2 separate regions of the Triticum aestivum genome follow, and region 2 is linked to region 1. A link is a contact called in public Hi-C data. All regions are on one chromosome and are shown on one strand. Each heading gives the region's core, a stretch centred on a gene start, on an enhancer-like site or on the middle of the called end of the contact. The rest is flanking DNA. Distances are from core to core; before and after follow the strand shown. Region 1 holds the start of LOC123150961 (probable E3 ubiquitin-protein ligase XBOS35). Region 2 holds the start of LOC123150138 (deSI-like protein At4g17486).

Region 1 (6,727 bases), core at 2,280-4,779:
CATTTACCATAGTTACCTTAGAAATTCTGATAATACAGCCCAAAAAGAAGCGTGAAATATATCCAAGTGACATCAGTAAATATATCAGAATGTGGCAATTGTAAAGTAACAACCTTTTCTCAGATTTTCAATCATTGTGAAGTGTACAAACAAATACTTCTAGAATAGAAACATGGAATTCCCTAGGCATACCTGTTAGCATTTTCAGCTCCCATGTGTGCTCCTGCTGCAATGAGAAGCTGTTTTACGGCAATCAGTAAACGGGAATTGGACAATTACTTGATAATTTATAGAAGGGAGAATTCAATGCATACTTGGCAGCATACAGCACTTCCTCCGCAAGCTGCATAGTGAAGGGCCGTGCTTCCTGAACCTGCAATTTTAGGGAATTGTTAATATATGACCATGTAAAGAAGTTCAGAATATTTCCCCTTGTTCTGCACATTTGATGTGAGAAGTAACGGTCAAACTCCGTAAACAATAACTACTTGAATTTAGTTAAACATTTAACATTCTGTGTACAGTTTTATGTTTTTTACCCTGTTCAGTTTTTACCTATGAGATCAATAGTTGAACCATCGTTGACTGTGACCTCAGAGACAGAGGCTCCAAGGTCTAACAGCAATTGCAAGCTCTCAGCATGCCCGTGAAGAGCTGCCAAGTGAAGAGGGGTGACACCTCCATCTGACTTTGCATTAACTAGTTTCTGGAGATTTCTGGGAAGCAAAGGAAAATGGATATTTATTTACTAGTTATCGGAAGATGCCAACATAAACAATAAAAAAAAAGATGCCAACATAGATGAACGTCAGAATTTGACATACGCTGCATCAAAAGCTTCCTTATTTGTTTCATCCGTGGCTGTTCCGCGCATGATGCTCCAAAAATCCGGCAAACTAGGCACGTAATCAGCCGCAATAAGCCGGATGCACCGGGTATGACCTTTCAGGGCGGCAAAATGAATTGCTGTTGCACCACTAAAACAATCTTTTTTGTGAATCTAAGATTAAAAATACATATCACTTGCATCAGTACAAATTACAGCCCAGTTTAACACAAAAACAAGTTTTTTTTTTTGGCGATCACAAAAAGATACACAAGATTGATATTCACTTACATTAGCTTTAAAAAGAACTAGGATCTGTACAACTTTCCAATGACCATATAGACAAGCTTGCATCAGAGCAGTCTGCACGGCAATTGTTGCGTTTAGAATTGGTACCAGAACAAAGAAATATTCTCTTTCACAATAGAACAGAGATAGAAAGAACATAATGAGGTGGCATCAAATCACCCCTTCAAGAATGTTCCAATAGGATATCTTTTTTTATCTAGAAGTCAACTAAGACAGTAACATTCCACAGCTTACTTCCATCTACTTGAAACGACTGATATATCATTTTCTAAGACCTGAGCGACCTCAGATATATGGGAAATGCATATACTTGTAAGATTGCAACTAGATGGTCGAATCCATTTCTGTATACCGAGTAAGAAGTATTCTCTATAAATATTCAAAAGTAATAACACATATTATGGATCATCAAGAATTGGATACCAATGATGAACAAGGTGGGAGATAAAAAAAAAGAGCTCACCTGTCCTCTGCAGTTCCTAAGGTTGATATCAACGCCAGATTCTATTAGCAGGGAAACAATCTACCAGGAAGATGAAATTACTTATCAATTGATAACGAACACACATACATTAACTAACAAAAGTAGCTAAAAATAATTGTAAACTGGTAACGAAAGAGATGTGTGGAGTGAATCACCTCGTGGTGGCCCTTTGCCGCCGAGTAATGGAGGGGTGTGTTCCGGATACCGAATGTCGAGTATCGTGCAAGCCGGGGGTTAAGCTCCAATAGGGCCCTAGCCTCCTGGATGTCTCCATCCCTCGCGGCAGAGACAAGCCGCTCACCGGTAGCTGAGCAGCCGAATGAGTCACCCATCATACCTAGGAGTCCCATGGTGCTTCTACCTATCAATGCACAATCTTAGTACCACTTAGTAAGGACTCGCCATATATTGAGTTTAATCACTTGAGCACGCTATGAGGTCATACAATTCTGAAGCCAAGCGTATGAGTGTACCAAGAATGGAAAGCTGGCCTGTATGTAGAGTAAATTGCCCCCAAATTGATATGGTAGGGGAATTCAACCACATGGACACTCTACAGGGAACTGATTCAGGAAAAGGGGAAACTAAGCCACCTGTCCACTTTGAGAAGCACCAAAATGGCATAGCATAACCCCAGACATTTGTACACTAATCTAGTGAAGGATCCACATTAAGGGGCTCAATAAGTTAGTAACTGGATCACTAGGTCACCCCTATAAGAAGACAATGGGCATAAATGGCAGCAATGTTGGCTCACTTTCTGAAAGAAACACCTCAAATTGACACAATAAGCAGGAAACCTAAACCGAGGTGGCATCTCTCTGCAAGAAAGTAGCCTCAGATGATCCAACACGGTAGTACTACTCTGACCAACTGGGCGCACCACATGGATTAAAGAGTACAAACAGCATCTTCCTTTAGGAACCTACCGCAAATTGACTCAACACTCAAAAGAGCTGGAATAAAACCAAGGGCGCCATCTTTACACAAGACAATATCCACAATTGAACCAAGAAACGGTGGGTAAAACGCCCTCTATCTTACTACAATTATTGTTAGTTTCCTAGTAATTAATATTCGAGTTGTTGGCAGACACAGTAATAATGGCGCAAACAGTACTAGGAGGAACGGGTCGCTGTCCCCTGTCCTTCTCAGGGACAACGGGTTCATTGCTCCAAGGAGGATAACCACCCGCATCGGCATTGAGCTCACGGATTGACTTTTGCGCGCGAGGAAGAAGAGAAAGAACAGAGAGGGGGATAAGAACTGGAGCGCATTGCATCATTTTGACATTTTCTATACAACAAAAAGAAATGACAGGCCCGGAACAATTCCGCGACTACGACACCGGATCAGGGATTCACAAAATATACGGAAACATTGCACACATACCTCCGGAAGACCAGATCTTTCGGCTACAAGAAATGGATGCGCGAGTAATGGGGATCAGCCCAGCGCATCTCCCCTCACCGACCGCCCCTGGAAAGGGGATCTTCAGGCGGCGGGCACCCGGCCGGGAAGAAGAAGCTCCTCCTCCACCTTGCCGTCACCACCAACACATCGAGAGACGCAACTCAGGGACAAGACGGAAGCCGGCAGATGGAAGCCACCACCACCGCCGGCGCCGCGGGATCAGGAAGTAACTGCAAATGGCTTGGGGCTGGGAAGAACGGAGGAACAAGGGAGGTGGGAGACAGGACAAGGATGGGGAGGGGGGCCTGCAGTGGAGAGCACGAGGAGCTGGAGGGTGTGCCACATGGAACGGGGTTGAATTGGCTCTCGCGAATTATTATTGTGATTTTTCCGGCTAGCTGCCGGCGGGGAGGCGTGGGATTGCTCCTGTGGCTGTGACAGATGTTCCTTGGTGATGTCGGGAACCTGCACTGACGCTTTCTTCCTTTCGTTTTCTGCTATTTGCAGGACAGTGACATGGAGCTAGGGTGAGGAAGCGGCCTTGGTTCGACAGAGAAGAAGTGTGTGGATATCCTGAAAGTGCATCTCGTCTTGCTTTACATATAAAGTAAATCATGATGTCCAGGTATCAAAATCCAATGTAAAAAAAATATAGCACCTGTAACGTTATTCTTACTCGTAACCATTACAAATACACTGAATTGGACCTAAGATTCAAGAAAATACAAAATAACTCCTATGACTAAGAATTACAATGAAATTTCTTGAAAACACCTTCTTTGCGGTATCAACCTCTGCTCGAAGAAATACTCCAAAGACTTCGGTAAATATGCTGCAATTGGACTGGAGCAACGATGTTGTCACTCTTTCACCCGCACAAACATTACCAATAATGGTTTTTGAAAGCACCTTGAGTCGCTCATCCAAAAAGATGGGAAGCCTCGATTGATGAACGTACTTGGGCCAGGGATGATCCCCTAGAAGTGTAGGCCGCCGAATCACTATATCTTCGCCATGGTGTCGATGAAAGATTTCACCTCCACAAATAACCAGACCAACCAAAAAAACTCAAACGACAACATAAACTCATCAGATCCGAATAAATCAGATCTGCGAGGACAGAAAACTCTCTAACCTCATGGCACCGCCAGAAGAACGAGAGAAAAATTATTCTCACTATGATGACCACTAGACATTGACGAAGAATATAGAGGTTTTGAAGATCCGAGGTCCCCCCAGCTCTCAGAACCAAGATGGCGGCCGGAGGCGAGGGGACCTAAATTTCTCAGATGGTGGCGGTGGCAGCACGAGAGACCCTCCTATCTACGACTCTCCCCCAAATCAGCTTATCGTGTGACAAAAAAACAGTCAGTTAGGACAACAACATAGCAAATGCCCAGAAAGATTACCTTATTTTATTATAATTTTATACTTAGCACATATACGAAAAAGCGTTTATCAACCTCATTTGATGTGATCTTATGCATTAAACATGTTACTGGCGGTAGTGAAGACCACCCCACCGATGAAGTTTGAAAGGTTGCTCGTACGGATGAGGATGAGCGAGAAGCGACATGGATGACACCTCAAGGGAGAGGTCACCGCCACCACTATCTGCTCCCATCCGTCTATAGAGGGAACGGACGTTGGGGATGCCCTTTTGGGCACTGGTAGGTCTCTCGGATAGCAAGGACGGGAGCAAACAAGAGGTGAGCATGCAATCCTCACCTAATGCAGGGTCATCGGGTGCAGGAGCTCGAGGCAAACTTAAGCATGAGAGCGTCGACTGACATTTGTTCAGGGGGGGGGGATGAGGAACATGGCTACTTCCTTGAGGCGGTGCCATTGGCCGCGTGGAGGGTCACATTGGTGTGGCGGTATGGGAGAGCTCGACGGAGCCCTTGTTGAGCAATGCTAGCGCAATTGGGGTTGGGGATCCTCTCCATGTGTTTAGGTGATGAGGACATCCCTACTACAGTTACATCCTCAGCCCTGCGACCACGCCAATTCAAGTTTTTGAAAAATAAATATCAATGACTAGACCTCGCACACACCAACTAAAATAGCAGCTACTTCATTTCTATGAAACATGGCCAACTAAAATAAGAGGTACTTCATTTCTATGAACATGACTTTTGGTTGTGCACGACCTATGTTGTGGTGACCCCTTCTCACTAGTGGTGATCTTACCACACATTACACTACATATGCAGTACGAGAAAAAAAATCATTTGAGTCCTAGCTTGCAGTCAAATGGTAGTCCATCCTAATTGCTAACAAATTGCAGTACAAATTAACAATCATATGGCAATAGGGGAAGTTCATTGATGACAAACTAGGGGGAAGTCCATCCTCGTCTTCTTCTTTTGCTGCTTCTACCTCTGTTGTTATTTTCTTCTTCTTCAGATCCTTGGGTTACCTTTGTTTGCCCACATTGCCTCAGCCCATTCCAACCCTTTTCTCTTCCAAGCTTAATTGTCATGTGCCTCCACACCATGGCCGAAGTCATCAACATCAGCAACCGTCACATCTTCCTCCTCTGGCACAAGCTCATCACAAACACATTCTAGGATCCAGTTATGGAGAATGCAACATGCAAGAACAAGCCTAACTTGGGCGAGGAAAGGGTGGAATGCTTTCTGATCAAGGATCTTAAAAATATTCCTCAGGGTTCCAAATGCCCTCTCAACCGTAACTTCAAATGCCCTCTACATGTTGTAGTCACATATCATGCGTGCCACCATCGTTGTTTCCCCACTCTAGTTTTTGCAACAATGATTAAGGTTTTCCCCATAACACGACATAAGGCTTTAGGGTTCTCCGTTACTCCATGTTGCAATGATCGGTGAAGGAGGGAGATAAGCACCATAACTACAAACCTCCGACAGCCCATTGTGACACCAATAATAATTCCCTCAAACCCACAAGTTGCTAATGTTGAGTGAGGCCTATTCATAACACCATGAGAAAATCAACACAAGACATATAAAGAAGATGGTTAGATCGCTCATAGGTATTAAGTTCTAGTCATGCATGCAAGGGTTCATCCAAATCATCAAGAATTAATACAACTACTCAAAAATGTAAAATGATAACATAGAGGAGAAGGATGATACAAGCCGACACCATGTCGGTGAAGAAGAGGAGTATGGCGGGGCTGGTGGAGATGGTGGTAATGGAGACGACACCGATGGCAATGACGGTGATGGAGATGGTGAAGGAAATATGCCCTAGAGGCAATAATAAAGTTATTATTTATTTCCTTATATCATGATAAATGTTTATTATTCATGCTAGAATTGTATTAACCGGAAACATAGTACATGTGTGAATACATAGACAAACAGAGTGTCACTAGTATGCCTCTACTTGACTAGCTCGTTAATCAAAGATGGTTATGTTTCCTAACCATGAACAATGAGTTGTTATTTGATTAACGGGATCACATCATTAAGTGAATGATCTGATTAACATGACCCATTCCATTAGCTTAGCACCCGATCGTTTAGTATGTTGCTATTGCTTTCTTCATGACTTATACATGTTCCTATGACTATGAGATTATGCAACTCCCGTTTGCCGGAGGAACACTTTGTGTGCTACCAAACGTCACAACGTAACTGGGTGATTATAAAGGAGCTCTACAGGTGTCTCCAAAGGTACATGTTGGGTTGGCGTATTTCGAGATTAGGATT
Region 2 (6,727 bases), core at 1,899-4,398, 290 kb after region 1:
TCATCCCCATCCCTCACAGTGTCAACTCTACCCATATAGATTCTCTTGGAAGAAACACTCATGTCACCATACAGCACACGCTCATAGCTATCCATTTCCCTCTCAACAGAAAAAATTTGGTCACTCCCTGTTGGTGGAACCCCAAAAGGATTACCCCTCTTTTTCCCTATGATCTCTTTTCGAGCACTTTCAGCTTTCTCATCCCCTCCCTTCTTTTTACCTTTCCTCTCCTTTTTTTTTGCTTGGCCCTGCATAGCACACATGCTTGGATCCAAATACTAAAAAGACTAAAATCAAGTTAATGAGCATTTATTATCCTCCAAACCCTTCAATCTAGAACTCGCATGTGTTAAAGGAGATGAGTTAAATGAGGAGAGAAAGGATTAATCCACATTTTAGTAGGGGTACCCTTGACTAAAACATTTTAGTCTTAAGACTAGTTTTAGCCTCTCTTAGGTGCTTGGAACTTTAGTCTCTTAAAGAGACTATTTTTAGTCAGACTAAAATAAGTCCTTTGGATTCAAGCACCCTCTAAGTTAATACCCATTATGAAGGTAGTAATATTGCCTAGGGATATGTGTATTTTACTTAGTGTATGTTACTCTCCAATGTGGCTAGTCTGAAAGGAAGATCGATGCCCCGTATACATTGGCTGCATACAGTTGTCGAGGTGGCCATGGCCATCCCTGGGCTTACATGAAAATGACACCATTTTCTCTTTCATGTAGGTTAGGTCCGCGCCATATAAAACAGGCCCGAAGTCAAGTACAGCATAGTCGGGCACACGTCGTTGGCTCCCGGCAACCTCCGGGGACCGGAGAGGACGCGGTCGGTCGCGGCCGGTCGTGCCAGGCAGCGGCGAATTATTTGCGCAGGCGGCGTGTGCACCAGCGCACAGCACAGCACCGCACAGCGCAGCGCAGCCGGTGGTGTGCGTGGGTGCAGTGCAAGTGCAACAACCCCACCCGCCAAGAAAAGGCCCTGTGCCATGGGGGGCACGTCGCGTGGACGAATGATTCCGGCCGCACCCGACCCTCCAGCGCCCCAATGAAATTCATTGATACGATTCCGTTCCAGCGGCCGGCAAGGGGACAAGCCGGGGAAAAGGCACCGCGTACGACGCCCATACCCTATTGCCGTAGTAGCTCTCGTCCCTCGACGACGACCTACTAGACGGCGAGCACAGCACAGCGATCGTGCTTCTCTCCTGTAGCCGGTCGAAAGGCGCCGCTGCGGCATCACATCCCGTGCACCGAACCCAACCCGGCCGGGGTCCAGCGAGGCGAGGCGATCGCCCGCCGAAGGATCGATAGTGGCCCGTCCATCCTGATCGCTGATCGCTGATCGGACGGGTCAAGGCCAATGTGGTGCACTGTGCTGCGTGGCGGTGTCCTCCACAAATGCGAACCCTCCTCCCGTCGGTGCCCAATTCTGACCCCGCGCCGCCGTCTTCGCCACCGGCATGGACACACCGGTCGCCGGTCAACGGCGAGGCGCGCTGGACACGCAACCGGCGAGCTCCCCAAGATTTCTGTCGAAGCGAGCTCGCCTTTCACGCGACAAGTCACGTTAAAATTATCCCGCCCTCCGCATTTCCAGATAGGCACGGAGGCCGGACGCAATCATGCAAGAAACAACAACACGAGGACTAATCTAATCGTGTCCCATGACAACGGCAGTGATGACAGGTCCACTGTCCAGACACGGGGAATTCTTTGCATCAGCAAAAGCATATCGGCCGATCGGTGCATAGCCTGTGTGTAGCTTTTATCTATAGTTGAAAATCCAAACAAGGCTTCAGCTCCATGGTTGTTTACTCCAAAGAACGGGCGAAAGGAGGAGCGAATATATTCCCATTGGACGGCTCGCCGGATAGAATTGCATCCATGCCACACAACAAAAACAATTGCATGATAGGCGTCGTTAACCGCAACGTAAATGCAGCGCGTAACAGCGACCCAAATTAGTAATCATTAATGGCGATTTGGCAGCGGACACAGCCAGCCAGGTGTGTCTAGGTAGTAAAGCCAGACAAAATCGGGAATTAATAGCCTAATGAACTGCAGTTACTACTGCTAATCATGGTGACAGTGCAGCACTAGCAGAGCACAAATCTTAATCTCGAAGAGTACAGTACTATGGACAAAATTCAGGTAACTGTCGAAGGAAAAAAAATGGATGGTGTGAGCTGTAAACGAAAAAGGAGTAATGGCGCCGTTACATGGAGGCCAACGGCGTCGGTGCCGGCGTCGTCAACGTCAGGGCGGGCCCCACCGGCGGGGTCTGGAGCGGGCGGGGCGTGACGTTCTTGCCGCCGCCGACGGAGAGGGAGCGGAAGAAGGTCCTGGGCCGCGGCGGGGCGGCGGGCTGGCGCGCGGAGCGGCTCTTGACGGGGGCGGGCAGCTGCGGCTCCCCCTTGCGGCGCACCTGGTGCCTGCTGCTGCTGGGGATGACGCAGGTGAAGACGACCCCGATCTTGGCGAGGCGGTTGACCCAGCGCGGGATGCGGGCGCGGGCGACGAGGCGGCGGCACGCGGCGTCGCAGAAGTGGTTGCAGTTGCGGGAGACGAGGTTGTAGGCGTCGCCCGGGAAGTCGGCGGCGAGGTCGGCCATGAGGGCGCGCACCTCGGCGCGGGTCAGCGCCGTGGTGCCCACCAGCACCGCCTCCCGGAACGCGTAGCCGGGGCACCGCCGCGGGGGCACCTCGAAGATGCCGCTCCCGGCGCCCTCGTGCGCGCCGTACGCGTACTCCACCCCGTGGACCTGCACGCCCGAGTGGTACACGCCGAGCCCCAGCCACCGCGCGTACCCGTTGGCCGGGGTCACGTCGTACACGTTGAGGAAGACCGGGGACGACGACGGCGCCGCGGCGGCCTGGCGCGGGGCGGGCCGGGGCGTGGAGGTGGACGCGGAGGACCCGGCCGAGGTGGAGGTGGAGGAAGAAGACGAGGCGGAGGCGGAGGCGGAGGCGGCGGCGGCCATTCCCTCGGCCCGCGCCGCGTCGGCGGAGAGAGGGAGGGGAGAGAGAGACGCAGACACCCCCGCACGGCACCGTGGTCGCCGCGCGGCGTTCCGGGCGCTGCGCGTTTTTATGTGGGTTTCTTTAGCAGATTGTCGCGCGGCTGTGTCTGATGCTGATCGCTTTTTCGTGGCATCGCATTGGGGCGCTTTGGCTTTGGCTTTGGCAGGCTGGCGTGTCCATGATGCAGCGCCGCAATAGAGGATGCGAGCCGCCAAGATTCGTGCTGGGCTTTGCCTGCCCATGAACGACTTTTTGTTTTACTGGTAAAATCTTATTTTGGTCATTGCCATTGGTTTAATATAATTTCCGAATGCGGGATAAATTACAGCTCCCACTTGAACATCGCTTAAGAGCAACTCCAAAGGGTCGACTCATTTCATCCGCCTGCGCCCGTTTGGGTCGGCGCGGACAAAAATGACGGCTCAACGCGCGACCCAAACCCAAATCACATCCGCGTCATGTCCGCGCCGACGCATTTGCGGTCCAAATTTGCGCCCCAAATGCGTCGGCGCGGACGCCGAACGGACGCTTCGCGCGCCTTCCTGTTGTCCGCCGTGTTCCCACATGGCGGCCGTCCAACTACCCGTTGTCCACGCTGTCAGCTTAATTTATGACGACGGGCCCACATGTCAGCGATGACGCTCGTCCTTTTTAAGCCGTCCGTGCGGCGGGGCCGTCCTTGTCCAAACTCGCCGTCCACATCTGCCATCCTTTGCTCCCTCGTCGCCGGCAAACCCTAGCCACCACAACCACAACAGAGATGGGCCTCTTCTCTGGCGCCAGCGGCAGCAAGGCCAAGGGCAAGTCCCCCGCCACCCCTTTCCTCCTGCCTCCGCCGGCGCCGGCGCCTCGCCGACGGAGGCATCGCGTGAACGTGTCAGTGGACCAGGCGGAGTGGCACTGGCAGCACCGCCAGCCTCTGCCGTATCCCGACGTGACGCTGCCGCACGACTGGCATCTGGATCTAGAGAGGATCCCAGTGCCGGCGGCGCCGCGGGTGGCTCGTGCTCACGCGGAGGAGGTGCGGCGCCGGCGGGCGCTACTGACACTGGAGCAGCGCCGCGAGGCCGCCTACGCAACCGACTCGCCCAACTGGGCGACGTGGTTCGCCTTCGAGCACGAGGAGGCGAGGCGACGGGGCGTGCGCGAGGTCGAACGGAGGTCGCCGCCACCGGCACTTGTCGTCCGCGACGAGCACCAGGCGGCGGAGGACGCATACCAGGCGACACTTGCGTCCGTCTTCCGGGAGAGCGAGGAGGACGAGCGGCGCAGGGCGGAGGCGGCGGAGGCGGAAAAAGAGGCTCGGTACGAGGCGACAATGGCGCATGCCCTTGTCCTCTCCGTGGCGGGCGACAGCGTGGTGCCGCCGGTGGGCCCGCCGTCCTCCATCAAGCCGGAGGCGTAGCCCGAGCCGTCCCCCATCGAGCGCTACTCCTGGACGGGAGTAGTGCGCGAATGGGTACACACGCCGCCGGTCTAGATGGGAGCGACGCCGGCGCAGGAGCAGGCGTACCTCGAGCACTGGCGCAGCATCACAGTGGCCGAGGAGCGCCGCGATGGCGAGTACCTCGAGATGCTCGAGCGCGACCTCAAGGAGGAGCGGCGCGAGGCCGAGGAGGAGGCGCGCCAGGCCGCGGCTGCACAAACGGCCGCACAACCCCCCGTGTCGGCACTGCCCGACATGACGGCGCTCTGGAATACGGCGTTCGCCTGGGCCGGGCCCGCGCCAACGCTCATCGACCTCACGGACCCCGAGGACGACGACGAGGACGCCTAGGGCAGCGCGCCGCCTCGTAATTTAGGTTGTTTTCTTAATGCAAATGTGGACGCATGGACTCTCGCCGGCCTTCGTGGCCGGCTTTAATGTTTAATTAATGCCGTTTTTCTTTTTTAATATGCATGCGTTCATTTTCTTTTGCATCGTCAAAAATGGATTCAGGTCAGCGTTGGGCGCACGCGCCGGCCCAAATGCGGAAGCGGACATCCGTGTCCGTCTAGCCGACCCAAACGGACAAAAAACGGACGAAATCGTCATTCGTTTGGGTCGGCCCGTTGGAGTTGCTCTTAAATGGCACCATGCGGCATTTTTTCGTGTTTTGACCCTTTTTTGAAACCTATTCAAGATTTGACCCTAGTTTGAAAAAAAATTGAGATCTAACCCTTTTGCTACAGCCAGAGTCATGGCGGTAGGGTCTAACAGCCGGGACTTTGGCGGAAATATCGCTACCGTCAACCGGGCTGGCGGTAGCCTGCACAACCCTATCGCCAAGGTGCTTGGCAGTAGGCACGAGCATGCACTGTATTCAATATTTAGGAGGTTTTTGGCGATAGGGCATGCAACCCTACCGTCAGGGACCTTGGCGGTAGGCTGTTATACTCTACCGCCATGGTCCCTGGCGGTAGCAAAACGGTCAGATTTAAAAAAAATTAAACTAAGATCAAATCTCAAATAGGTTTTAGAAAAAGATCAAAACACGAAATTTAGCCGCACCATGCACCATCAACTCAATTCCTGTCCATTCAAAAAGAAGGAAAACTCTCAATGCCGACCAAATGATGGTTCTGACCAGACTTTGCAATTTTGTAATCAGCATGAGTACATGACAACCACGTCGTCTCTTTCCACCAAAGATTCTGGACCTCCATTATCTTCTCGCTCGGTCACTTGGATTTCCATGCGTTAGGGCCTAGGATACTGTCAGATGTGCGCCCCTGATGAGTACTGTTGGGTGTTGGCCTCACGATCAAGCGTCGTGTGCTCTCTGCGCGTCAAAACCTAGTCACGACACTGAGAGTTCTTGCCTGGTGGGCGAAGGGGGACGGGGGAGGCACAATGAGAATTTGTCGCTGAAAACATGCTGACCCTACAAAAGCAGCCCGACCGTAGAAATGATGGCTCGAACTACAATGCAGCAATAGCTGGGAAACAAAAAGCAGGAAATAAACTTTAAAAAAGCAGAAAAATATAAATTTGCCTGTGATATCATGACCGTTGTTGTGAGATTTCGGTCACCTCGTGTGTACTTAATTGGCAGTCTGCGCCTGGACGATCATTATACATCGGGCAGGGACAAGCTGAAAGCTGTATCGGTCTCCTATGATTGCAATCGATGTTGCTTCAGCACATTTGTGAATTCAGATTCAGTGAGGTGGCCTGCTTAAAGCTGGAAGGATAACAGACTCAGGTCCTCCATCTTAACTCATGTCAGCCTTCACCTAATGTTAAGTTGTACCTACCGTCATAATTCACAACCTCTGTCCCATTATCCTTGTCTACGCATGAAACATAACGCAAAAAGCCGTCCAACTTATGTTATGCTCGTATATGCTGCAACAGTCCGAACCAGTGCAAGGTACTCTACTCTTTCTTTTTTTTGAAAAGGAGGTCAACCCCCGGCCTCTGCATCGGACGCAAGGTACTCTTGTATTCTAGAAAAACAGATCTCACGTAATAACTATTTTTAGAAAGGCCATACAGCCCTGCTTTTTATAGAAAGCAGAGGTTCCAGCTGGGAAATGCCAGCGCGTTCAAACATCAGTCTAGATTCAGAGTTTCAGACAACACAAGCACAAAGCAGGAAACTGACTGGTACACCGTACAGCACAGCACAAACATCTTCATGCACAAAAATCAATTTGATCTCTCAATCTAGAAAGACCGAACTGTTTTGTTGCTTCATGCACAAAAATCTGTTTCATCTTTGC

Evidence for each region. Hi-C and Micro-C count contacts between places; a contact is called where the count stands out from the background.
Region 2: a contact with region 1 is called in a Hi-C map of leaf, with 2.4 times the contacts expected there. The contact joins the promoter of LOC123150138 here to the promoter of LOC123150961 in region 1. A contact is called at or near these places in 2 of 5 Hi-C or Micro-C datasets (both in leaf).

Annotation. Positions count from the first base shown.
Region 1 is chr7A:101,294,150-101,300,876 of IWGSC CS RefSeq v2.1, forward strand. LOC123150961 (probable E3 ubiquitin-protein ligase XBOS35) reads right to left here and starts at 3,530. Exons shown (of 11, transcript XM_044570761.1): 1 at 3,012-3,530; 2 at 1,775-1,980; 3 at 1,599-1,658; 4 at 1,118-1,189; 5 at 825-1,000; 6 at 556-716; 7 at 315-373; 8 at 193-239. The coding sequence starts at 1,969.
Region 2 is chr7A:101,588,281-101,595,007 of IWGSC CS RefSeq v2.1, forward strand. LOC123150138 (deSI-like protein At4g17486) reads right to left here and starts at 3,149. Exons shown (of 1, transcript XM_044569938.1): 1 at 1,964-3,149. The coding sequence starts at 2,982. The coding sequence ends at 2,218. It overlaps LOC123150040 (callose synthase 5), which reads right to left. Exons shown (of 43, transcript XM_044569840.1): 43 at 6,595-6,727.